Linked DNA regions of Mus musculus: all the other regions are linked to region 4. The links are chromatin contacts, called in public Hi-C, Micro-C and promoter capture Hi-C maps. All regions are on one chromosome and are shown on one strand. Each heading gives the region's core, a stretch centred on a gene start, on an enhancer-like site or on the middle of the called end of the contact. The rest is flanking DNA. Distances are from core to core; before and after follow the strand shown.

Evidence for each region. Promoter capture Hi-C pulls out the DNA fragments that hold promoters and counts their contacts. Hi-C and Micro-C count contacts between places; a contact is called where the count stands out from the background.
Region 1: a contact with region 4 is called in a Micro-C map of embryonic stem cells, with 11 times the contacts expected there. The contact joins the promoter of Gnao1 here to the promoter of Irx5 in region 4. A contact is called at or near these places in 3 of 484 Hi-C or Micro-C datasets (B cells and embryonic stem cells).
Region 2: a Hi-C map of double positive thymocytes shows a contact between it and region 4, with 4 times the contacts expected there. The contact joins the enhancer-like site here to the promoter of Irx5 in region 4. A contact is called at or near these places in 5 of 39 promoter capture datasets (the 3T3-L1 cell line, embryonic stem cells, liver and 1 more), 1 of 484 Hi-C or Micro-C datasets (double positive thymocytes), 7 of 115 datasets of contacts at active chromatin or transcription factors (the NIH/3T3 cell line, acute myeloid leukemia, embryonic midbrain and 4 more) and 3 of 9 other capture datasets (adipose tissue, embryonic stem cells and liver).
Region 3: a contact with region 4 is called in a promoter capture Hi-C map of hematopoietic stem and progenitor cells, with 4 times the contacts expected there. The contact joins the enhancer-like site here to the promoter of Irx5 in region 4. A contact is called at or near these places in 9 of 39 promoter capture datasets (the 3T3-L1 cell line, the HPC-7 cell line, HPC-7-derived erythroid cells and 6 more), 3 of 115 datasets of contacts at active chromatin or transcription factors (fetal liver, neural tube and stem cell-derived neural progenitor cells) and 1 of 9 other capture datasets (liver).

Annotation. Positions count from the first base shown.
Region 1 is chr8:93,806,501-93,812,458 of GRCm38.p6, reverse strand. It overlaps Gnao1 (guanine nucleotide binding protein, alpha O), which reads right to left and starts at 1,621. Exons shown (of 9, transcript NM_010308.3): 1 at 1,006-1,621; 2 at 766-808. The coding sequence starts at 1,123. 4930488L21Rik (RIKEN cDNA 4930488L21 gene) reads left to right here. Exons shown (of 1, transcript NR_026888.1): 1 at 1-765.
Region 2 is chr8:91,156,815-91,162,328 of GRCm38.p6, reverse strand. It overlaps the pseudogene Gm8489. Among named protein-coding and RNA genes, the nearest start is that of Aktip, 26 kb to the right of the region's middle. Within about 2 kb of position 1,963, at least 42 of the 459 cell types and tissues checked have an H3K27ac peak or open chromatin away from gene starts, as enhancers often do. A contact at or near this core is called in acute myeloid leukemia and double positive thymocytes, where this site is marked.
Region 3 is chr8:91,249,586-91,255,617 of GRCm38.p6, reverse strand. It overlaps Rpgrip1l (Rpgrip1-like), which reads left to right. Exons shown (of 26, transcript NM_173431.2): 18 at 2,352-2,542; 19 at 2,680-2,763; 20 at 3,041-3,136; 21 at 4,315-4,468. It also overlaps the pseudogene Gm18603. Among named protein-coding and RNA genes, the nearest start is that of Gm36163, 21 kb to the left of the region's middle. Within about 2 kb of position 4,372, at least 17 of the 459 cell types and tissues checked have an H3K27ac peak or open chromatin away from gene starts, as enhancers often do. A contact at or near this core is called in the HPC-7 cell line and hematopoietic stem and progenitor cells, where this site is marked.
Region 4 is chr8:92,356,131-92,361,561 of GRCm38.p6, reverse strand. Irx5 (Iroquois homeobox 5) reads right to left here and starts at 3,766. Exons shown (of 3, transcript NM_018826.2): 1 at 3,133-3,766; 2 at 1,620-2,025; 3 at 106-1,468. The coding sequence starts at 3,378. The coding sequence ends at 666.

The DNA of each region.
Region 1 (5,958 bases), core at 372-2,871, 1.5 Mb before region 4:
AATACAACGATAAAGGCTACACAGTGACTGGAACCTGCGGGTGTCAGAAGAGCAAAGGCTGGAGGGCCAGGGAGGAGAGGGGCTGGAGGGCAGATGAAACTGGCTTTTAGCCCCACAGACCCTCCCACCTCTGCCTTGGATAAGGCTGTGTCTGTCACATCCGCTTGGAAACCCATCCTTTCTCCCCAGTGCACGCCCCCTCCCCTAACCCTTGCTCGCTTTGGGGGGGGGGGTCGTCTAAGCCACAGCCACCAGGAATTCAGCACCAAACTCGTGAACAGCAAACACTTGATCCTCCACCCCAATCTGCTAGGGCTGGGTCCCCTCCATGTTTTAGTCAAGTTCAAAATCACTGCCTCAAGAGAAGCAGGGGGAAGTGGGATTCGAGGGGTGGGGTGGAGGAGGAGGGGAAAGAAGATGAGGCAGAGACAGAAATGGAGGCAGTGAAACACGAAATACTCCACGAGCAAGAGTTATGATCATAAGCACGCCAATAGTGTGATGTTCTGATCAATATGGCGGACACTGTCATTCATACAACTAGAGGCGCTCTCATTCCCTCCCCGCAAACACCGACCCCAGGAGTTGGGGTGGGGGACCCAGAACCAACGTAGGGAGTGGGGGAGGGGAGGCAACCTCGGGTTTCTTCTGTGTGTGCGCGAATTAAAAACCAGGCCTGGAGAGCAAATATGGGTGAGCAAGATAATAAAAACGATATAAATTATTCTTAATAAAAGTACAAATCCCAATGACACAGGGACTTACTTCATCTGCTTCACAATGGTGCTTTTTCCTGATTCTCCAGCCCCTGTTGGGACACACAGAGGGGGGGAAACTGGTGAGTGTCAGCTCATGGAAATGGGAAGGGGGCTTCAAGGCATGCACAGGGTGGGCGCTCCTGGGCACAAGGTGTTGCCAACTCAGGGACCAGATTTCCCAGGGCGCAAGTCGGGTTGGGAACTGTGGCGGGGGTCGAGGGGCGGGGGTGGCTACCCAGGTCCTTACCCAGCAGGAGTAATTTCACGTCTTTGGCGGCGCTGATGCCATCTTCTTTGAGGTTTTTCTCAATCGCCTTGCTCCGCTCGAGGGCGGCTCTCTCCTCTGCGCTCAGCGTACATCCCATGGTGGCCCCTTCCCTGCCACAGCCCGCACGACTAGGCTGGCACGACTCCCCGGGTCGGCGCGCCCCCCACCCCCCCACAGAGCAGAGCCTGGGCTCAAAGGGGAGAAAATCACGATATCCTCTCCTTGGCTGGGAACAAAATTGTCGAAAGACCAGAATCCCCCCAAAAGGACAGCCTCTATTAAGATTCCAGCGGCGAAGATTAGCGGCGGCTGGCTGGGGTCTGGGGGTGTCGAGGTGAGGGTAGCCGGGGTCTGGGGCTCCGGAGCCGAGAGAGGAGGCGCCCGCGGGCCCGGGAGGCGCGGGTTGCAGGCACCGAGGCTAGTGCACGACCCAAAATAAATAAAATAGGAGTCGAGGCTGGATCCGCAGCCGGAGCCGGCGGAGGGTGGGGTGGGGGGCAGGGTGGGTCCTTCTGCCGCGGCTGCCGGAGGCGGAGGAGGAGGAGGCGGAGGCGGAGAAGGTGGAGGCGGCGGTGGCGCGGGGTGTGGAGGGAGTGAGTTAGGGGGTGCCGCTAGTGCATGTGCATCGCCGCTCCTCGGCCGTCGATGCGTCCGCGGCGCCTTCTCCGACCCCCGCGCGCGGGGCAGGGCTGGGCAGAGGGCCGGGCCGGGGGTGGGGGGTGCAGCTCTCTCTAGCGGGAGGCGGCGTCGCCGGGGCCCAGAACTCGCATCGCTCGGCGGAGCGGACAGGAGACGGGGAGAGCGCGAGGGAGCCGCGGCCAGCGGGGAGCGCGAGAAGAGGCGGGCAGGGAGGGCAGGGCACGCGCGCGCGCGCCGGGGCGGGCGGGGAGGGGGGGGGCGAGGCGAGCGCAGCTCTCGAGTGCGCCTGGTCCTGCGCAGCGCTCCGCCAGCCGCCCGCTGACGTCAGCAGGGCCGCGCGCCGGGGGCCCCGGGGACGGCGCGGGCGGGGGCGGCGCGCATGCCCGCGGGACGCGTCAGACAAGCGGGCGCGCGCGCGCGGCGCCGCCCACTCTCGGGTCCCCCTCCCCCCGCGGCTCCCGGAGCGTGCCGGGCTGGGGAGGGCGGGGCCTGGGGCCGGGCGCGCGCCTGCGCCCCACCCCGCCCCACCCCGGCGGGTCTCGCGCGCCCGGCCCGCCTCCTGTCAACCCCAGCGCGGCGGTCAGGTGGTCCCCAGCCCTGGGCCTGAGCCTCCAGCTTCCTGGTCCCTCGGGCTCTGGGTCGTGTCTCCGGCAGATCGCCTTACCGATTGTTCTCCTTCGCGGCTGGAGGTGTAGCCCCTAGTCGAGCTATGGTGCCTCCGCAGATGTGAGGAGGTAGTGGGTCAGGATAAACCCGCTCACTCCATAATAACGCGCTGGGGCTCAGTGACGGATTTGGGTCCGCATTTATTGAGCATCTAGTGTCTAGAGACTGGGCTAGTAGAGAGGAAAGTAGCAGGCAGAGAAGAGGCAAGGCCTGCTCCGCAGGAGTTTTTGCCTCCCTTAGCCAATGTGAGCCTTACCGCGAGATGCCCACAACCTCTGTCGCTAGAGATGGTTACCATCCTAGGATGGCTTGATGCCAAAGGCCCAGGGACAGTCTTTCATGAAAGCCTCTAGCAAATACTTGTTCCCTTAAATTTTTCTCTATATGATGAATCGATGGCCTCCCTTGGTTCTTGAATTCTTGTATCCCCAGAACATAATCCGGTAAAAATGAATTCTTCATAGGTTTGTGATAAGAGATTTTTTTTCTTCCTTTCATCTTAAAATAACAAACTACTAGAAGAAATACACCCTTCATATCTTCTCAGATAGTCAGAAACCAGGGTCAGTTATTCAGCAAACAGCGAACCCAGCACTGGGGAAAACAGTAGACAGTTGCCAAAGATCGGTCATGTTCTGGGTGGTCTCAGAGCCTGAAGACATTAATTCTTACTGCACAAAATAGTTTTACAATCAGTTCCACCAGTCAGCCCCAGGGGCCTTCCTAGATGGAGGAGCCAACAGGCAAGACTGCCCAGGATAAAGACAGGCAAGGGGCCAGTGGAAAACACTTTCTTTTTTCGTAACAGTTGGGCATTTCTGTGACTCTGAAAGTAAACTTGTTTGCTTCATTTCAGCAATGGAGAGAAAATCCTATTTTGGAAATGTCACTCAGCATAAAAATATATTTGCAAGGGGGAAAAGGGGCAATTAAGACCCACTCAGAAGAAAATATTTTTTCTCCTGCATGTTTTTTTTTCATAAGTTTGGTGTTTCCCAATGTATGTTTGTCTCATTCGACAAATGTCTGTGTCAAAAGTATATGTAATATAATTGGAATATTTAAATTTGAGTCATACCTACCTATTCTAGGAAACCGACAAAAAATTCTATAGATTTATTTTATACAGCACATAAATAATCCCTCCTCTATTTTCTTTCCTCTTTGTGTTGGGTGGGGAAACTATTAGAAGATGAATCTGGTTTGGCTTAAAAATCAAGTATCATTAAACTTGTCCTTCCAGATCGAAAACAGAGATCTCAGGTGCCCAATATTCTATAGACCTTGCTTCCTGCAGAGGTTGCTGGGGACAGTTGCCTAGATCTACTGTGAACCAGATTCAGAAAAAAATTTCACTGCCATTTGTACAAGACTGCATTTGATGGACCGAAGGTAAGGATCACCGTTTCACTCTGCCCTGGGACAGGGCGGTGGCGGTGGCGGTGGTGGTGGTGGTGGTGGCGGTGGTGGTGGTGGCGGTGGCAATACCCTAGTAAATATATTTAGTGTTCTTTCATATCAAGTGATTTTCAAGTGAAGGCCTTATGTTCCTGGTGGCATTCTGGTTGTGTATGGGAAGATGCAGCCATCCTTGACTTTTAAGTGCCTGGCCTTCCTCCTTGCTATCAGTCCTGATATGGCAGACGTATAAGCCTCTGTGTTTTGAGTTTTTCTTCGTTCCCCCAGTACTTGACCTACTGACTATGTATGTAAGATTATGTTCCAGCACTGTGGAGGTATTTCAGATTTGCCTACTCTGTTTTCCTCTTCTTCCTTCTTCTTCTTCCGTCTTCTTCTTCCTTCTTCTTCTTTTCTTCTTCTTCTTCTTCTTCTTCTTCTTCTTCTTCTTCTTCTTCTTCTTCTTCTTCTTCTTCTTCTTCTTCTTCCTCCTTCTCCTTCTCCTTTTCTCCTTCTCCTTCTCCTTCTCCTTCTCCTTCTTCTCCTCCTTTTCCCTCTTCTTCTCCTTTTTCTGGGTCACTTTGCATCATTATGGCTGAGTTCCATAAAAGACTAATAATAATTCACTTCATCTGTATAGTGCTTTACAGCTTACGGAGCACTTTTACAAAAATTCCCCCATGTGATCCTCCCACATAAACCTCAGTTAGGTACTAGTGTGGGAAGCATCATGGATGAGTGGAAAGAGCCTAGACCAGGAAGACAGATTGATAAGAGAAAACTTCTGAGATGTCCTACATTTGATTACAAAGGGCCAGGGGACATGAGAGAAGAGAAATGATATAGGATGTTATTTGGGTAGCAAGCTACAGGCTCCCAAAAGACCATTTTTCTGTTCTTGAATGTACATTAAAAAGCTTCATTCAATGCTGCTCTGACTGCCTAGGCACCAGTCTATGCCCCTTGCATCATTAACCAACCCAGAAGTCCTGCCTTTTTCTCTTTGATCTCCCATCACAAAGGCTTCATTGCTTCAGGTAAACCCACCCTTGTTATCAGTAGCCAGTGTAAACTCAGTGTACATAGTATGTATGCAGCAATGTTTTCCGTGTAAAGTACTCTGCCCTTTTAGATATGGGGAACTAGCTATTCACCCACTTTGGCGGTTGTAGAATTTCTCCCTAGCCTCTTCAATAGCTTCAATAAACCCCTTTATTTCAGAAAGTTCTTGCAAGGCCTTGGGCATTTTGGTTTAATAAGATGCAGTCTGGTATCCATTTTACAGATGAGCAAGCTGAGCCCTCACACAGGGGCATGAATAAATTATTAATGGTCAATAAACTTATTAATGAGTCAGCGAGTCTTTGCTGTTTTGCGAACTGTTGAAAACAGCACATTATATACATACATAAAGAATTCTCAGATCAGAAAGCCAAAATCTCAAACCCAGTCATATTTTGATTCCTCCAAAGGTATAAGTAATAAAAAAATCCTTTGACTATATTAAATTGCTACACAATTAATTCCTGTGGAAACGAAGAAATTAGAGTTCTAACATTAGGAGCTAGGATTCCTAGACCAAGGCCAGTTTCCCTTTGGTTTTGTTTTATATGATTCTCAGAATTATATTTTTTCTGATGAAATTTTTTTTATCAGAAAACAGTTCTCACCCCATCCTTAGTCAAATGTTCATCATGCTACACACACACTATGCATCATATTTTGGAAGCCACTTGGAATATCTTCCATAGTCCATGAGAGGAATGTCAGCAAAGGCTGCAGAAAGCTGCTCTGCTTCCAGAGAGTAGTGATCCCCAGCTCTCAGTTAACCAGCATGGTGGGCTTTGGGTAGATACTCACTTTCTTTTCTCTTTATCTATGTCTCTAAAAATGTCCCCAGTTGACATTTTTTCCCTGGCATGTTTTCGCACACGTCTCTCAGACCACTACCACCATGGCTCTCAAACATTATTATCTATAGAATTACCTGAGATGCTTTAAAGTTACATTTAAAAATTAAATTTAGAGTTCCACTTCTGGAATACACTCAGTAAACCTGAGGTGGAACCTGAGGATTGTCTTTTATAACCACATTTCTCGTATTTGTTGGGAAGCTTGCTGCTGGGATATAAGCTCATAGAAAGAAAACGGCTTCCACTGTGTATGAAAAGACCAAGAATGGTCCTTGTGCACTGGTTGTCATAATATTTGTTAAGTAAAGTCCCTGTG
Region 2 (5,514 bases), core at 714-3,213, 1.2 Mb after region 4:
CCCACTCCACGGCTCAGTTACTAAAGTGACTGTCACCAGTGAGGAGATGGAGGGAGCTATAGGTCAGAAGTTGTTTGCTAACTAGCCAGCTTCGATTTCTGCAGACTCAGTGGACACAACTGAGCATAGTTGATTTCCTCAAATCTTCTCAAGTTGATTTTTCAGAATGTCTTTAATACAGGTTTGTCTACCTAGCTAACCCATTTATCTACCCGTGAAGTTAAGAAAACACCTGGAGCTATCTTTAGGGTACCTCTCCACTCCCTTGAGCCCCCTCTCCTTGGGCACACCCCTACACACAAATCCCTACTCAGAAGACCGCTCCAAACAAGGGTAACTAATTCCCAGTGAGTGGTCTACACCTACCTTCTCCTACAAAATCAGAGAAGTTTGTCTTTGAAGTCCTTTCTAGCTTGAGGTGTTGTTTATTGGTTCCTGACAGGAACCTTCCAGTGTAGCTCACGGTGGCTTCAAACCCACAATCCTCCTGCCTCAGCCTCTCAAGTGCTGACATTATAGGTCTGTAACACCACATCTGGTTCTAATTCAACGTCTCTAGAACCAAAGATGGTGGACTACAAGGGATGGAGTAATCTGTACCGATGTTCACTCCCTGTTGCTGGAGTTTTCAACCTCAATAAGCCCATATGATAAAAAAAAAAACACAATCCAGTTATTATAATCATAATCTATAAGCCTAGACTGGGCAGATCTAACACTATACTAACTTATACCCTAGCTATAAGACCTTTTTCTCCTTGCGGTTTCTCCTGGCCATGTGGTTCTGCTCCATCATGGCCCCCTCCTCTTTCTCTTCCTCCTCTTCCTCTTCCTCTTTAGTCCTCTCTCCTTCCCCTCCCCTCCTCTTCTCTCTCTCCCTGCCCCCGTTCTTAAACCTCCAGTCCCACCTTTCCCTTCCATTGCCCAATCACAGGCTCCAGCCTTTATTTACCATTTAAAACGGGGAGAAGGTTCCCATGAGATCACCTGAGTATGTTATGGACAGATGGACCGCTCTTGAGGGAGAGAGGAGCAACCCCTCTTAAGGAAGTAGAATTAACATCAGGAATACAAACAGCAACAGGACAACCTACAACAGCTCCCCACAGTGAGAAACTGGGGCTCCTCCTACAAATGAGGTGACCCACTCATAGGTCACAGTGGTGGTCATGGCAGGACAGCAAGTGTGACTATTTCTTAACAGAGTCTCCCCTTCCTCAGCCTAGGGTTATTTTTTCCTGTTTCTCAAGAGCAGAAAGAGCTTAACTTGGAGAAACAAAGACCTTTCTCTGGACTCTCCAGCATGTATGCCCACTGGCAGCCTCAACAACCGTTGCTGGGACAGTGGGTTGGGTAAGGAGATACTGAATGAGGGGGAAAAATGTCTTGAAACATTTAAATCACATAGGGCAGATGTAAGCAGCTGTGTGAAGGACCTGAAGCAGGATTCCACTCTCCCCTCTAGTCATGGGTGTGTGGAGAAACTCCTAGAAACCAAGAAAGTGGGCATCATGGTACCACAGCACAAGGTCAGCCCAGGGGTCTAGGTGGCTCTGTGGTCAGAGATAGCCAAATCTATGTCCAGCCTCCCACCCTTTCTTTGGGTTCAAGCTGCCAAGTTAGTAACTTACGGACCTGGCCCGTCAGGAAGTGGCAGACCCAGTTCCTGCAGAAACCACTCCTGATCATGTGCTCTGTGGAATGCTAGGAGCCAGAATGTGTCTCTTCTGATCTCACTTCCGACAGGCTGCCCTTGTGAATGAATGTGTATCTGTGGCCTCTTCCATTGTTGGGTGGGTTACTGGGTGAGTGACTGGCAGGAGAGGAGGGTCTAGCACAGGGATGTGCATCGCTGGAGACTTTACACTGTCCCCTGTCTGTCACAGAGGGGCTTCCTGTTACACAGGCTGTTGTGGGTTGACTTTCCGCCTCTCCAGCTTGTCTTAGCTGCTTGCAGGCAGGTGTCCCGGGGAAGCAGAGTGAAGAGCTGTGACCTATGCCAGCAGAGAAGCACCCTGCAGTCTGGGGCCTCCCCAAGGCTCCACAAAGTTTAAACCAAGCCACCACATCCTCCCATTATGTTCCTGTTAATTGAGAAGCGCTCCTGCGTCAGGTCTAGGTGGCAGAGCTCCGACAGGCTGAGTGCACAGAAGGCCGTGGCTGATTGACAGGCCCTTTTATTCCTCAGTGCACCGTTCTCTCCGGTTTTTTTGTATGTTGCGTTTTAAATGCCAGCAGTGCCACTTTGCCCGTGGGTTTGTTTGCATAGCACAAATTAACAGTCGAATCAGGTGCTGCTCCTGAATGGCACAGAGAGAGGTCACAGATGCCTTTGGGGGTTCACACAGTCAAACCAAGAGGATTATGGGGCAGATAGTTTTGGGGATTAACGGATATCTCTCTTTCCTGACACGTGTTTCCCACCTGAGCAAGATCACTGCACCAAATTAAAAGTGTGGCCTCTGTAGCCACCTCTCCTGCGCTAGGGGAGCCTCGGCTGGGCCCATCCCTGGAGGAGCAGCTGCTCTGTCCACTCTTGCTCTTATTGATGCTCCCCAACTCAGACTACAAGCTTCTAAGGAAAGCAGATGCTATGGCCATTGCTCCCTCACACTGAAAGGGCGGATTCACTGGGAAAGGAATGAGTGATACTGTTTTCATTATCATAGCTGCATACCAGCCTAGGGTATATGCTTAAACTACACTCAATGTCTCTTTACTTCATGCTGAGCTAAGAGGTTGACTCATTGATTCGTTGATATGCCGATTGCTTGCTTGCTTGCTTGCTTGATTTATATTGTATTTGGGTGAGTGTTTCACCTACAGCCATAGCTGTGCACCGTGGTCATTCACGGTGCTCACAGAATCTAGACCAGGGCATGAGATCCCCTGAAACTGGAGTTTCAAGGCATCAAGAGTACCATGTGGGTGGTAGAGACTGAACCCTGAACTCAGGTCTGCACCAGCAGCAGAGGCTCAATTCCCCGAATGAAGCAGACTAACAAAAAAGATTAGCAACAGCCACGAAAACAAAGAAACACGGTCCCTAGTCAGTTAGACTCCTCAGCTGGTAAAAACTGTTAGCTGTGTACATTTGACCACTGCAGCCCAGTCCGTGCTTGGGTCCATGGTCCTGCTGCGGCTGGGGGAGGTATTAATGTTGGTGGCCTGTGTTACCACTGAAGGTCACTGTGTCTGGTCTGTGCTGCCCCCTGAAGCCATGTTGATGTAACTGGGCTGTTGATGCTGTGGAGGGCTATGGTGTTGTCCGTGGCAGAGGGCCCAGCTGATGTCCAAGTTCTGTACTGCCACCAGAGACCGTGTGGATGTCCGTGGTCCGTGCTATCACCAGAAGTCAAGTGGAAGTCCATAACTGATCAGTACTCCAGCTGAAATACAGTGTGTGAGATGTCTTAGTTCTCCACGTAGTCACACTCTCAGCCCAGGCCTGGGCAAACGGTCATTATCTTTGTCCTCACATAAATATTTCTCAATGGCGTCCAGGACACCATTGCTGATGCAAGTGTTGTGGTGGTGCTGTAAGGACCAACTTCCTCTATCTGAAAACACAGCCTTTTCTTCTCCTGTAGATTGTCTAGCTGGAGCACATAAGAAATGGTGTCAAGCCGGGCGTGGTGGCGCACGCCTTTAATCCCAGCACTCAGGAGGCAGAGGCAGGCAGATTTCTGAGTTCAAGGCCAGCCTGGTCTACAAAGTGAGTTCCAGGACAGCCAGGGCTATGCAGAGAAACTCTGTCTCAAAAAAACAAGGGAAAAAAAAAAAAAAAGAAATGGTGTCAAAGATGACAATGACAACATCCGTGTCTGGGGCAGTAAGCAGACTCAGCATTGACTCTGAGATTCTCGAGTGGGCAAGCAGAGTCAGCAGGCACTGAGAGGCCCCAGTTACCATGTTAGCCACGGTGCACACAACCTCTTTCTGGACTTTTAATTCTGCATTCCTTAGTAGGTCTATCAAAACAGGCAGCAAGTTACACAAAATCAGCTGCTCGATGTGGTGTCTGGGCCCAGCGGCCACGTTGCTCACAGTCCGGGAAGCCAGCGTGTAGATGGAGGACTTTGGGTGCTTCAGGACCTGGCCCAACACCTTCAGCATGCCAGCATCAATGGCCATTTGGGTCTGTTCGTCTGTTCCAGCCACAATGCTGCCCATAGTGTGGAGACAAGGGGTCAAGACACTGAGTTCCAAGCTGGATGGGCAGGATGCCGGTGGTCACCACATGATGGGCATACTCTTTGCCACCCTCAGTCAGGTAGCACAGGTAACTGAGAGGATCTCATTATGACAGTGCAGCAGGGGCTGACAGAGGGTCGGTAGCATCTGCCTCATGGAGGCGACCTCACAAGGATGTGGATTTTTGTTTCAGCGTAAGTTGAACAAAGTCCATGTGATATTCCAAAGAAATGTGTGGGGAATAGTTCGTTCTTTCTTCTCTTTAGCACCTGCTCATCTTTCCTGGTCTTCTGGAGTTGTAGGCTGGAAGCAATCCTCTGTTGTCGCTGCAAAGACATTTCTTTGCCTCAGTGCTTATATTTTTTCAGCCTCTCTGCGGGAGCCTCTGAGGTAGATATGTTAACTGGAGGAAAGACATCACCTTTAAAACCTCACTCAGTGGGTTCCCATTTCTGTTCACAACACTTCCTTAAGAGCAGATCCTGAGCCTTCCAGTCTGGGCAGGTGCCCTGAGCAGACCTTGGTTCTAAACTCTGCAGCCAGTCCACTAACACCCAGAGGAAGCGCCACTCTCAGGTGCTCTAACATGCCCAGGATCATAGGATCAGAACTGAGGAGGACACAACATCTGCCCCAACACCAGGGAGTAACTGGGACCAGCGGGACACAGGCACGCAGGAACTCCACCAGACCAGTGGCATGGGTTCCTTCCGGTCTGGGCTGTTACCCTGAGCTGCAAAGGCTCTTAACCATTGAGCATCTCTGCAGCCGAAGTTTTTGTTGTTTTGTTATGCTCGCTTTTTAGTTTGTCTGTTTTTAGTTTGTTGAGACAAAGTCTCACTGGGTAGCCCAAGGTGGTTTTGAATTTCGAATCCCCCTGCCTCAGCTTTCTGTGTACTGAGGACTGAAGAGAAGACGCACATACCCAGCTGGCCTGTGTTAAGAAGTGGGATTCGTGGGGCGTGGTGGCGCACACCTTTAATCCCAGCACTCAGGAGGCAGAGGCAGGCAGATTTCTGAGTTCGAGGCCAGCCTGGTCTACAAAGTGAGTTCCAGGACAGCCAGGGCTACACAGAGAAACCCTGTCTAGAAAAACAAAACAAACAAACAAACAAACAAACAAAAAAGAGGTGGGATTCTTCCATCTCCTGACTCACACTTGGCTGGGTTCACACATTCACATTACCGGTGGAGCTCCTATAGATAGGTGCCATTTGCCAGCTTAGATACCAGCAGAGTCCTGGTGCAGAATTAACAGGGGTGTTAAGACCTAGCTGTTGGGACCCACTTATACCCACAGGGAGGTTGTGACAATCTTGA
Region 3 (6,032 bases), core at 3,123-5,622, 1.1 Mb after region 4:
ATTCTATCTTGTAAGATATTAAAAGGGGCTTTTGGCTTGTTTCTTAGGCCTACTTGCTCGGAATATCTTTTCCCAAACCTTTATCCTGAAGTCATGTCTAGCCTTAATGTTAAGATGTGTTTCTTAGTGCAGCAGAAAGATGAATCCTGTTTTTGTATCCATTTTGTTAGTCTTTTGACTTTATTGGGGAATTTGCACTATTGATGCTGAAAGACACCAATGACAGTGATGCTGATTCCTGTTATTTTGTTGTTGTTCTTGTTCTTGTTGTTTTGTTTTGTTTTGTTTTGTTGTTGTTGCTGCTGCTGCTGCTGCTACTGGTAGTGGTGTGCGAGTTTCCATTCTTTTGATTTTTCTGGTCTGTGGTTATTTATTTCCTGTGTTTTCTTTCATGTAGCTAACCTCTTTAGGTTAATTAGAGAAATCTATAGACTTGTAAGAAGATACTGCTTAAATTTTGCTTTATCATAGAATGATCTTTTTTCCCCCATCTATGATGTTTGAAGGTTTTACTGGATGTAGTAATTAGAGAAGGCATTTGTGGCCTCTTAGATTCTTTAGCACATCTGTTTGGGCCCTTTTGGTTTATAGAGTCTCCATTGAGAAGTCGGGTATAATTCTAATAGGTCTGCCTTTATATATTCCTGGGTCTTTTTCACTGTGGCTTTTAATATTCTTTCTTTCTTCTATACATTTAGGGTTTTAATTATTCTGTGCTGAGTTGAATTTCTTTTTTTTTTTTTTCCTAGTCTATCCAGTGTTCTGTGTGCTTCTTTTACTTTAATAAGAATCGCCTCCGTTAGGTTAGGGAAATTTTCTTCTGTGATTTTGTTGAAAATATTTTCTGTACCTTTGGCCTGGGTTTCTTCCTGTTCCTCTAGTCACGTTATTAGACTTGATCTTTTCATAGTGTCCCAGATCTTTTGGATGTTTTGTGCCAGGATCTTTTTAGATTTAACATTTTCTTTGACCTGAGAATCCATTTCTTCTATCATGTGTCCAATGCCTGAGATTCTCTCTTCCCTCTCTTATATTCTGTTGCTTTTGAGGTTCCTGTTCAAGTTTCTAATTTTTTTCATTTTCTGATTTCCCTCAGCATGGATTTTCTTTATTGATTTTTATTTCAACTTTCAGGTCTTGAACTATTTTATCCATATCCTTCTACTGTTTGTGTTTTCATAGGTTTCACTAAGGGATTTATTAATCTCCTTCTTATGGGCCTCAATCAGATTCATAAAGGCTATTTTAAGGTCCTTGTCTTGTGCTTCAGCTTTGTTGCAATATTCAGTGCCTACGATGGTAGCATTTCTGGGCTGTAATGGAAATATTTTGCCCAGGTTATTATTGATTGTGTTTTATGTTGGCATCTAGGCATCTGGGTTTGGGAAGATTGGAATTCTAGGTACTCATATCTGGTCTTGTCTTTGTTGGATAGGTGTTTTGTTCCTTGATTTTTGTTGCCCTCTGTGGTTCTTAGGAGAGAGTGGTGACTGGTAGAAAAATTTTCTGGGATTCTAATAGGTGTGACCATGGGGTGGGAATAGGGTTCTAAGCTAAAAGTTTCTAGGTACTGGAACCTGGTACATGGGAATGAGGATGGATTAGGAGTGAGGGCTTATGGGGTCTACACTACAGGGGAAAGGAGGGTGTTCCAGTAAGATCTGCTTAGTCTCCTGGGAATGAGGACAGAGAGTAAGGAGAGGCCACAACAGGGAGTTTGCTGTAGAGCTGGAGGTGAGACTAGGGGATTGGGTTGGGAGGAGAGAAGGGAGGGTGAAGATTCAGTTAAGCTACCTGCTTTCCTAGGTGTGACCAGAGAGTGCCTGCTGCAGTTAGGGGCTAAAATGAAACAATGAGTGGGTGGGGGGGGAGTTTAGAGAAGAAGATCTGTGTGTTCTATTTGTGGGAGCAGGGAGGGGGCAAGGCAGCAGCAGGGAGCCTGCAATAGAGCTGGGGGTACAAAAGGAGGATTAGATTTGGAGGAGAGGAAAGAGAGGTGAAGATCTGTAGTTAGCCTACTTCTTCCCCTGGCCTGTGAGTCAGACATTCCCAGAGAATGCTTGCTGGTGTTGAAGGCTGGGGTCCTAGGATGAGTCAGAGAAAGGGAGGATGGAGGGAAAGGTCTCTGTACTCTATGGAAATAGGGTCAGAAAGGAAGGGGGACCTCAGGAGATGTTCTACTGCAGAGCTGGGGAGAAGACTAGGGGATTGGACGTGGAGAACTAGTGGGAGAGGTGAAGATCCAGTTAGGCATCTGCTTTCCTGGCCTTTGGGCTCCCAGGGCTCCACTGTGATTCCTAAAATAACAAAGCTTCACACACACATTAGAAAATAATCTTCATAATTTGCAGGAATATTTGAGTTGATGGATAAGGAAAAGCATGCTGCAGGAACTATCCAAGTTATATTGAAATGGAAATTCACCTACCTTCCACCAAGTGGATCAATAACTACTGAAGACCTTGGAAAGTTCGTTTGCAGAGAAGAACCAGAGGCTGTTCAGAGACTACCTCCAAAGTCCTCAGATGTTACATCAGTTGTAGTGAGTAGCAGTGACTTTTGATTTTATTTAAAATACTTGAATATAAACTTAATAACCAAATAATTGCACCCAAAACTAGCTGAAGTCTCATCTAAAATGTAATGGTTGTTATAGTCTGACATATTGTTTTATTTTAGGCACCAAAACCTAAACCAAGACAACGTTTAACATTTGTGGACAAAAAGGTCTCTTTTGCAGATACCATATCACACCCGAGTCCCGTAAGTAATGAATACCCCAAATACCAATTTCCCTTTCCTGTATCAAGTACCAGAGAGTATAGACTATACTGTACCTTTGACATAAGCAGAGACAGTAAGCAGAGCCCGTCTTTACTGTGGTACAAGGTTGTAGTGTTTGATATTGTTCCATGACCCTGTATCCCTTTCCAACTCCCCACTGAGTTTCTTGATCTTACACAGCCAAGCTTGTACCTTCCTAAAACTCCTCTTGTAATGAATACAAAATAACATACATGATTTTTCCCATTAATTCAAGGAGACTTCTCCTCCCCCTAAAGATATAAAAGACAGTTCTCCAGAAGTGGGACCAAAACCAGAAAATGGTCTGTCAGCTGTTGCGTATCCTTCCAAGGTATGCCTTTGTATTAAAATTATTTTGAAAGGTTTATTTTGGAACTTAAAAGGCTTTGTCTTATGTGTTAGACATGATTAAGGAAATCATAGCATTTTCCCTACATTTGAATAAGACTTTTTTTTTTAGATTTATTTATTTTATTATATGTAAGTACACTGTAGCTGTCTTCAGACACTCCAGAAGAGGGTGTCAGATCTTGTTACAGATGGTTGTGAGCCACCATGTGGTTGCTGGGATTTGAACTTAAGACCTTCTGAAGATTAGTCGGTGCTCTTAACCACTGAGCCATCTCACCAGCCCTAAATATGACTTTTTTATGATAGAAAGATTTTTTTTAATGATAAGTTCAATATATATGTTTATTTATACATTGGTAGGAAATACATGTGTTTATAAACTAAAATCAATGTAAAAATCATTTTGAGATTAATACATATTTTTGTTTGTTTATTTAATTTTGTTGAGATAGGATTTTATGTATGCCAGGCTGGTTTCAAACTCACTGTGTATCTATGGATGTCTTTGGATTTGTATCCTCCAGCTTTTACCTCCATGTGATAGTATTACAGACATGCACCACCACACCACGCTAAATCAAAGCATTCATTCTTAGCATATATTTAGATTTTTATTGACCTGTGTGTTTTTATCTGTTTATATAATCTAAGTGACTATTTTCTAGGGAGTCTTTAATAGCTGTGTAGCGTATCTCCATGTGTTTCGTTGAGTAGCAATAGTGGTTGTAGACATAGAGGTGATAGAGATGGTAATGGAAGTGGTGGTGGTGGTGGTAGGTGTGGTGTTGGTGGTGGTGGTGGTGGTGGTGGTGGTGGTGGTGGTGGTGGTGGTGGTGGTGGTGGTGGTTGTGGTGGTGGTGGTGGTGATGATGGTGATGGTGGAAGAGGCGGTGGCAGTGGTGGTGGTGATTTAGAGACAGAAGCTCACCTGAAGCTCAGAATGGCTCAGAACTCACTTTTTATTTCAGTCCATGCTGGTCTCAAATTGTTGGAATCTTCTGCCTCTTGAGTGCTGAGGTTATCAGGATAAGACGCCATGTCCGGCTATATGCCTGTGTAATCGAGTCTCAAATGGACATTGTATGATTCAAGTGCTTCAGCAAGAACGCTCTAAGACATAACAAATACAGCAATGTGCTTCTCTTCTGCATGTTTCAGGAAAGCGGTGTGGCTAAGGTAGAAGAAAATGTGGGGGAAATGCAACAAGGGAAAGAAGACGACATCTCTTTCTTATCTGAGGGCCAGCTTGCCTCAGGAAGTGTGGCTTCCTCTGAAGATGAAACAGAAATAACTGAAGAATTGGAACCAGAAGGTGACTTTTCTGTTAAAACCGTTGTTGTTTAGCTGACTCTGCTTTGCTTTCTCTGCGAAGGCATGCCTGCCACACACAACATGTCATTCAGTAGTGAATCCACCTCATGATGCTTGCCTCTTGGCAGAAATGGTAGGTGCGAGCTCTTCAGGCTGATGTCTCTCTCTTCTTAGGTCAGCTTGGTGCTCCTGCATAGAATACAAGTTTATTTTGCATGTGTATGTACATGTATGCATGTTGCACACATATTTGGAAGTCAAATAACTGCTTTTGCAAGTAGGTTCTCTACTTTCATGTAGGTTCCAGGTGTCAAATTCAAGTCATCAGGCTTGGTGACAGGCACCTTTGCCCACTGAACCATCTTGCCGGCTCCTATAATGCTATTTTAATTGGGAAGCTAGTGCCACAGAATTAAATGTCAAATACCAAAATTTGTAGTTTAAACATGTATATAGTTTATCATATATGTGTTTTTACCTTAATAGAACCATATTTTTTAATTCTTAAAAGTAAGGAAGGGTAGCATTGGTTTTTTGTTTTGGTTTGGTTTTTTTTGTTTGTTTTTGGGTTTTTGTTTTTTTTTTTGTTTTTTGGTTTTTTTTGTTTTTTTTGTTTTTGTTTTTTTTTTGGTTTTTTTTTTTTTTTTTTGAGACAGGGTTTCTCTGGATAGCCCTGGCTGTACTGGAACTCACTTTGTAGACCATGCTGGCCTTGAACTCAGAAATCGGCCTGCCTCTGCCTCCCGAGTGCTGGGATTAAAGGCATGTGCCACCACGCCCGGCTGGTTTGGTTTGTTTTGTTTTGTTTTCACAGTATTTTGTATAAGCCATTGGAAAATATCTGCTATGTGATAGCAGATGTGGGCTTGGCTTTATGAAAGCTTGGATGCCATATCAGAGCTGGGCTGAGTGCCAGTCCCCGCTTCCCACCCCCACCGTCTTTGTGCATTACTTACCAGACACTCTAGCAGGTACCCAGTGCCTCTCAGACTAAACTACTATGTAGATAAAAATTCATACGGCAACTTAAAACAATGCATAGGAGGGAAATGGAAGAAAGATGTTCTTTCTATAATTGATGACAATAACTAGTTGAATCTAGTCTTGGATAGATGTCTTATGTCTCGTGTTCAATTGCATGGATAGAAAAAGGCCAGCTCTCACTGTATAGCCACAGCTGCAGATGGCCTACTGACACAGTTTTATCTACTTCCTGTTGAGGTGAAAAACAGAAAGACTTGTGGATGGTATAGAAAGACTTTATCACAGTATAGTTTTGTTATAAAAGTACACCACTGCTATGGCGTAGTCCTGCTTCCATATACTGCCCTGTAAGATATATACATTGCATGAGTGGTGATACTATACCTTGGCATAGACCAGTGCAGGCTGCTGGCTGGTTAGTCAGCACAGATGTGCATAGCATCCCTCAAACACACAGTGACCGATGAAGGAAGGAAAAAGTAAATATTAGGACATTCAACTTCTCATTGGCGTTGTTCACAACCGCATCAATAAATTTTCAACAGTAGTTAACCACGTTCAGATTTTTACTAATTTTTTCA
Region 4 (5,431 bases), core at 2,517-5,016:
GTGGCTGCATCTTTCACTCCACTTTGAAAAAAGTTACAGTTGCACCTTTTGACCAAGGCAATTGACAATTTATTGAGGCTTCTGAGAAGTAATGAGTGGCTCTAGTTATGTTAAAATCTCCTTTAATTAAATATTTTGCATTTTACAAAGACCACTGCAGTTTCTCTTACTTTTTTTTTTAAATCTAAGCGTATAACCTGCTTCCTTTCTGTAATAATATTTTAGCTCATACCCAGGAAAAAAATCAATAGGTGTAAAAAATTAAATTAAACTTGTATTTTTAAACTATGAAACAGTTTTGGGGGAACACAAATGTATATATTTATATTACAAAAACATTAAATGCCTGTACAGGTGTCTTGATTTCATAATTTACTTCAAAGATACTGAATTATCAATTTAAATACAAAAATGCTACATTAAATATACAGAATAAGATTTAATACAAATCCTTTTAAGTTTTTTTTTCTTTTCAGTTGGCTAAAACAATTTTTTCGAGTGTGGAGATGTATACATTTTTATGCCATCCATCTCCATAAACTATAAACTTCTGAATAAGAGGGGTAGTTTATTTCTTTTTTCTTTCTCTCTCTTGGTGATGGAAAAATAACTGCCAAGGCCATGGTTTTAATAAATTAGGAAAGTCCGGGGATACCGCACCAGAGTTAAATGTCGGACATACCTTTCTTCAACTCATAGGGGGAGTCTTTGCACAGGTCTAGCTGAGACTGGCTCCGCAACATTTTCGGGTCTTTAGCCAAAACGTCCGCACGATTCAACACCGTCTGGTTTAATCCATTGAAATGAGAGCCAGGACCCGCTGTAGGGCTTGGCCCTGGCCCTGGGTGGCCGTGAAGATGTCCGAAGGAGCCATAGTTCGTGTAGCCCGGATAGAAGGGCGCCGTGTAATAAAGAGGCCGGGACAGCACCGTCCCGCCCGGAAAGGGACACTGCGCGGAGGGTGAGCGTGCGGGCGCTGGGGCAGGAGACGCGCGGCTGCCTCCAAGCGTTTGCCCGCCCATGGGCCCTGGGCACGGTGGGCATGGAGAGCCCTCGCTCCCTCCGCCCCCGTCCTTGACCTTGTCCGAGGATGTGGCGATCTCGGCCAGAGACCACAGTTTGGGCTTGGCTAGCACGGCCGGAGGCGGTGGCGGAGGTGGCGGTGGCGAGTGGATGACCGAGGATCCGCCCGAGCCGGGGGGCAGCTCTCCGGCTGATGGGTGCGGGCCGGGAGCCGGCACACTCGCGGGGTAGTGAGGACCCGCGTCTTCCGCCAGACGAGCGGTTGCGGGCCCAGCCGGGGAGGACTCGCCCGCGCGCGGGGGCCTGGGCAGCTCATCGTGGCGGCCTTCGGAGGACGACTCCTTAAAATCCGAGTCGCTGAGGCTGCCTTCGGTCTCCTTGCCGGCGGGGCTGAGCGGCCCCTGCAGCCGTTCGCAGCCCGCAGTCGCCTTCTGCTCTGCTCCTCCTGTGGGCGAAACCCAGGCTGTCAGAGGCGTGGAGGCCACGCGGCCAGGCCCGGGTTCCTGCCAGCAGAGGCAGGGACCCGTGCGCGCCCCCTCCAGGCCCCCTTTGCCTTTCGAGTCCCGCTCAACATACCCTTTCCCGCATCCACCAACCTGATTCGGGGCCCTCGAGGTCGCCCTTGTCCTCGGGCTTCTGTGGCTCGTCCTCGTCGTTCTTCTCCAGATCGATGTTCTCCTCCTCCTCCTCGTCCTCGCTGCGGTTCCGTGGCGTCCACGTCATCTTGTTCTCTTTCTTGAGGCGCCGGCGCGCGTTGGCAAACCAGGTGGACACCTGGGTGAGGGTCATCTTGGTGATAATGGCCAGCATGATCTTCTCTCCCTTGGTGGGGTACGGGTTCTTGCGGTGCTCGTTGAGCCAGGCCTTGAGAGTGGCTGTAGCGTCCCGAGTGGCATTCTTCCGGTACGCGGGGTCCCCATAAGGATAGGAGCCCAGAGGTGCTGCATAAGGGTGATATCCCAAGGAACCTGCCATACCGGGAGTGTGGTCGTAGGGAGAGCCCTGTGAGGGACAGGCAGAGGTTAAGTGAGTGAGGGTGTGGGCTACATAGCCACCCAAAAGACTGAAACCCACTTTCCCTCTGTCCTTGGTTTTGAGTGCCAGCGCGGGCCCGCACTCCAGCTTCCCCTGAGGCAGAGCTGGCTGGTTTAAACGCAAGAGTGACCACCTTCCCCCTCCTCAGAAGGCAGCAGGGCCCCCCAATTCTGATTCTGGCCCTTCGGGACCCCTGAGGCTGTTCAGGGTTTAGCACACCACCTTGGAGGCCACCATCTGCTGGGGGACCTCGGTGCCCAGGTCTCAGATCTGGCCTCTGCGGAAGGGCCCACGGTTCTCTTAGAGGCCTGAGCAGCCTCAGCAACAACTCAGAGCTCTGCTCCAGAGCGGCCGCATGTTGGGCGCAAGGGGTACAACAAGGGAAGGAAAGGCTCTTTCTTTAATCTTCAAAGAAATGCGATAGACAAGCTGAGCCTTAGCTTGCACACCGACGGTCTAAAAATGCTATCCCTAACCGAAGCCGTTGCGCTTTTCCAGAAATCACACCCCGCCGTAAAAACCCGGATACACCGCATCTCGCTGGCCGTTTCAGAAATTTAATACTTCCAAATCGGATTGCGAAGATAGGATTACGGATTTGCAACATTTTGGGGATTAATTAAAGGCGAGGCCAAACACATTTACATAGATTTAGCACACTACTACTGTTTGGAATTCCGGTCGGCTTCTTTTGAACTACTTTTTCCAACATGGCAAAACCAAAAGAAAGAGGAGGAAGAAGAAGAAGAAATTTGCGGGTTGTCCCAGAGCTTTGAGCCAAATGCCGTTCTTTATAGTAAAGACCAATCAATCCCCCCCCCTCCCCGCGCCCCAAAGCCTTCCCTTCAGCTCGGCGATCCCAGCAAGACGCGGCTTTCGCCAGAGCCACTCCGGAGCCCGCGGCTCGAGTGAAGCTGAATTAGACAATTGCTCAAGTTTGCAAGGGCCGCGAAGCTTGGCGGGTGAGGTGGCGCCTAGGCCCGTGTCCACCGCAACCGGGCTCTGCAGGCCTGGCCCCGGCTGCCCGCTCGCTCGCCCGCCCGCCCGCCCGCCTCGGACCCAGCTCACACTCACCACGTAAGAGAAGGCAGCGGCGGCCGCAGCCGCGGGGTCGGCGCCGTACTGGAGGTGCGAGTTGTAGCCGGGCGAGGGAGCCGTGAAGGCAGTGGAGCCAGCGTAGGGCGAGAACGCGGAGCCCGAAGAAGAGCGGCCGAGCTCATCCGTGCGGGGCCCCGAAATGACGCTGGTGCTGTATGCGGGGCACGAGTAGAGCGCCAGCGAGGCGGACGGCTGGTACAAGTAGCCCTGCGGGTAGGACATGGCCACACACGGGCATGGGGCGCGCCGCGCCGCGGCGGCCAACGAGCCGGGCGGCGCCCTGCGAGGGCGAGCGAGAGGGCACCTGGCTTCTGGCTGCCCCGGGCCGCAGCTCTTCGAGCCCCGGCTCCCGGGCTCCGGCCCGCGGCGCCTCCTGGTTGGCTTCCCGCGCGCCTCTGGCTGCGACCGCCGCGCCCGCTCCTCTGCGCGCCCCGCTTGCCCGGGCTAGGCTTTCTCTCCCCCCACCCCCCTCCCTCGCTCTTTGCACCGGGGGGCTCTGCTTTTGGCTTTGCAAAGGTCCTGCCAAGATGCTAAGTTGGAAATTGAGGATTCTGACGCCTTGTGTGCGCGCGAAGCTCCTCCTTCCCGGGGTGTAGTCGGTGGGGGGACTGGCAGGAGCCTCTGGCCGGCGGCAGCCAACCCGGCCGCCAGGCGCGTCTCGCCCTCTCCCTGTTCCTCCCCGGCTCCTCTCCCGCTCACTGGCGCTCCCCTCGCCCCTCCCTAGCGCCCGCCTCTCCTCCGCCACCCCCCTCTCCTCCTCTGCCCGGCCTCCCCCTCCTCCCTCCCGACTCTTCCTCTCCTTCTCTCTTTCTCAGACTCTCGAGCGCCGGCCCCAGGATGACAATCACATCCCAAGCGCGCCGATCGCTTCCAACTTTGCTCTCCTTTTGCTAACTCTGGGCGGAGCGGCAATCTCGACGTACAACTGGCCTTAGTCTTGGCTCGGGCCGTTCGGGAACACAAAGGGAAAGATGCAGCGGGCTGCGCTCGGGAGAACGCTCTGCGCCCTCCTCGCCAGTGCGAATAGCGAAGTTGGCGGACGTCTTGTTCTCCCGAGAGCTGGGCTGGGAGGTGGTTTTTCTCCCTCCACGCTCCACAGTGGCTTCTCCCTCCTGCCGGAGGTCTCTAGGTTGAGCTGGAGACCTGGAATTCAGATCCCAGGGAGAGTCGATGGATGCCGGCGCTCAGGGCACAGCGAGGCCGAGATGACCGCCTTTCTGCGCCAGCAACTGCAGCAGGTGGGCAAGAGCCAGGCCTAAGTAGAAGGGGCCCCGCTAGCCCTTCCTTCCACCCATCCCTGGCAGACGACGAGAAGAGGCTAGAGAGGAGACTCTGGGGTCTCTGGCTGGGGGTGTGACTTTTCTCTGGAACGAGGAAGGCAGTGGGCAAGAAGTGCCCGACGGAGAAGCTGTTCTACCCGAGTCGGTCCCCCAGACGCCCCCGGCCCCTTGCCATCCCAAGTAGCGATGCCTGCTTCTCATGTCTAGCCACGAGCAGCTTGCCCCGTCAGGTCTGTGGAGCCGGAGGGTGTGGGGTCTCGCCCCTTTTGTTCCACTAAGTCGCCTTCCACCCTCGCTCGCCCCCGCCCCAGTTCCACTGCAAACACTGGGCAGTGAACAGTGTCCAACCCAACCGCTGTTTGTTCAGCGAGGCGCTGGCCCGGCAAACACACACCACAGAGTCCCAGGCAGAGTTCTCGGAACACCCCCTCCCCAAACCCCCCACGGCCACACAGTGAGAAGGCAAAACAGACCCTAGTCCCTGGTCTCCACCTCCCGCCGCCGCAAATTACAAACGCACTGAAGCTTTGGGACAGACAGGGGCGCTGGTAAACCAGGACCGCCGGCGGCAGAGTGCACACACCACACATCAAGCATTTTGTGGCCTTTCACAACCCAGCCACGCGCAGGCTGGAGCGTAACAATACACAAAGTTTCCTGTAATGATTCTCACTAGCCAGCAAGCAGTTTGCTCGGTTGGGGCCGTGGCAAACACTAACCCCACGCGGATCGCACAGGGACCCGCACCGCGGCGCGCATTCACGCACGCGCGCAGACTGCCCCCTCACTTAGCACTCAGGATACAGGTTCCGCCCCCGAGAGGTTGGACCCCGCGGACTACATTCTCCAAGAACCTCTAGGCCTACCCCGCCCTTCCCCTACACAGCTTCGCCTCTGATTGGGCGTTGGTCTCCATTAGCCCCTCCTCTGGATGACGTAATCCGCTTCCCTCGGAGTTCCAGCGCCAGGGGGCGTGGCTGGGAGGGTCTTTGGCT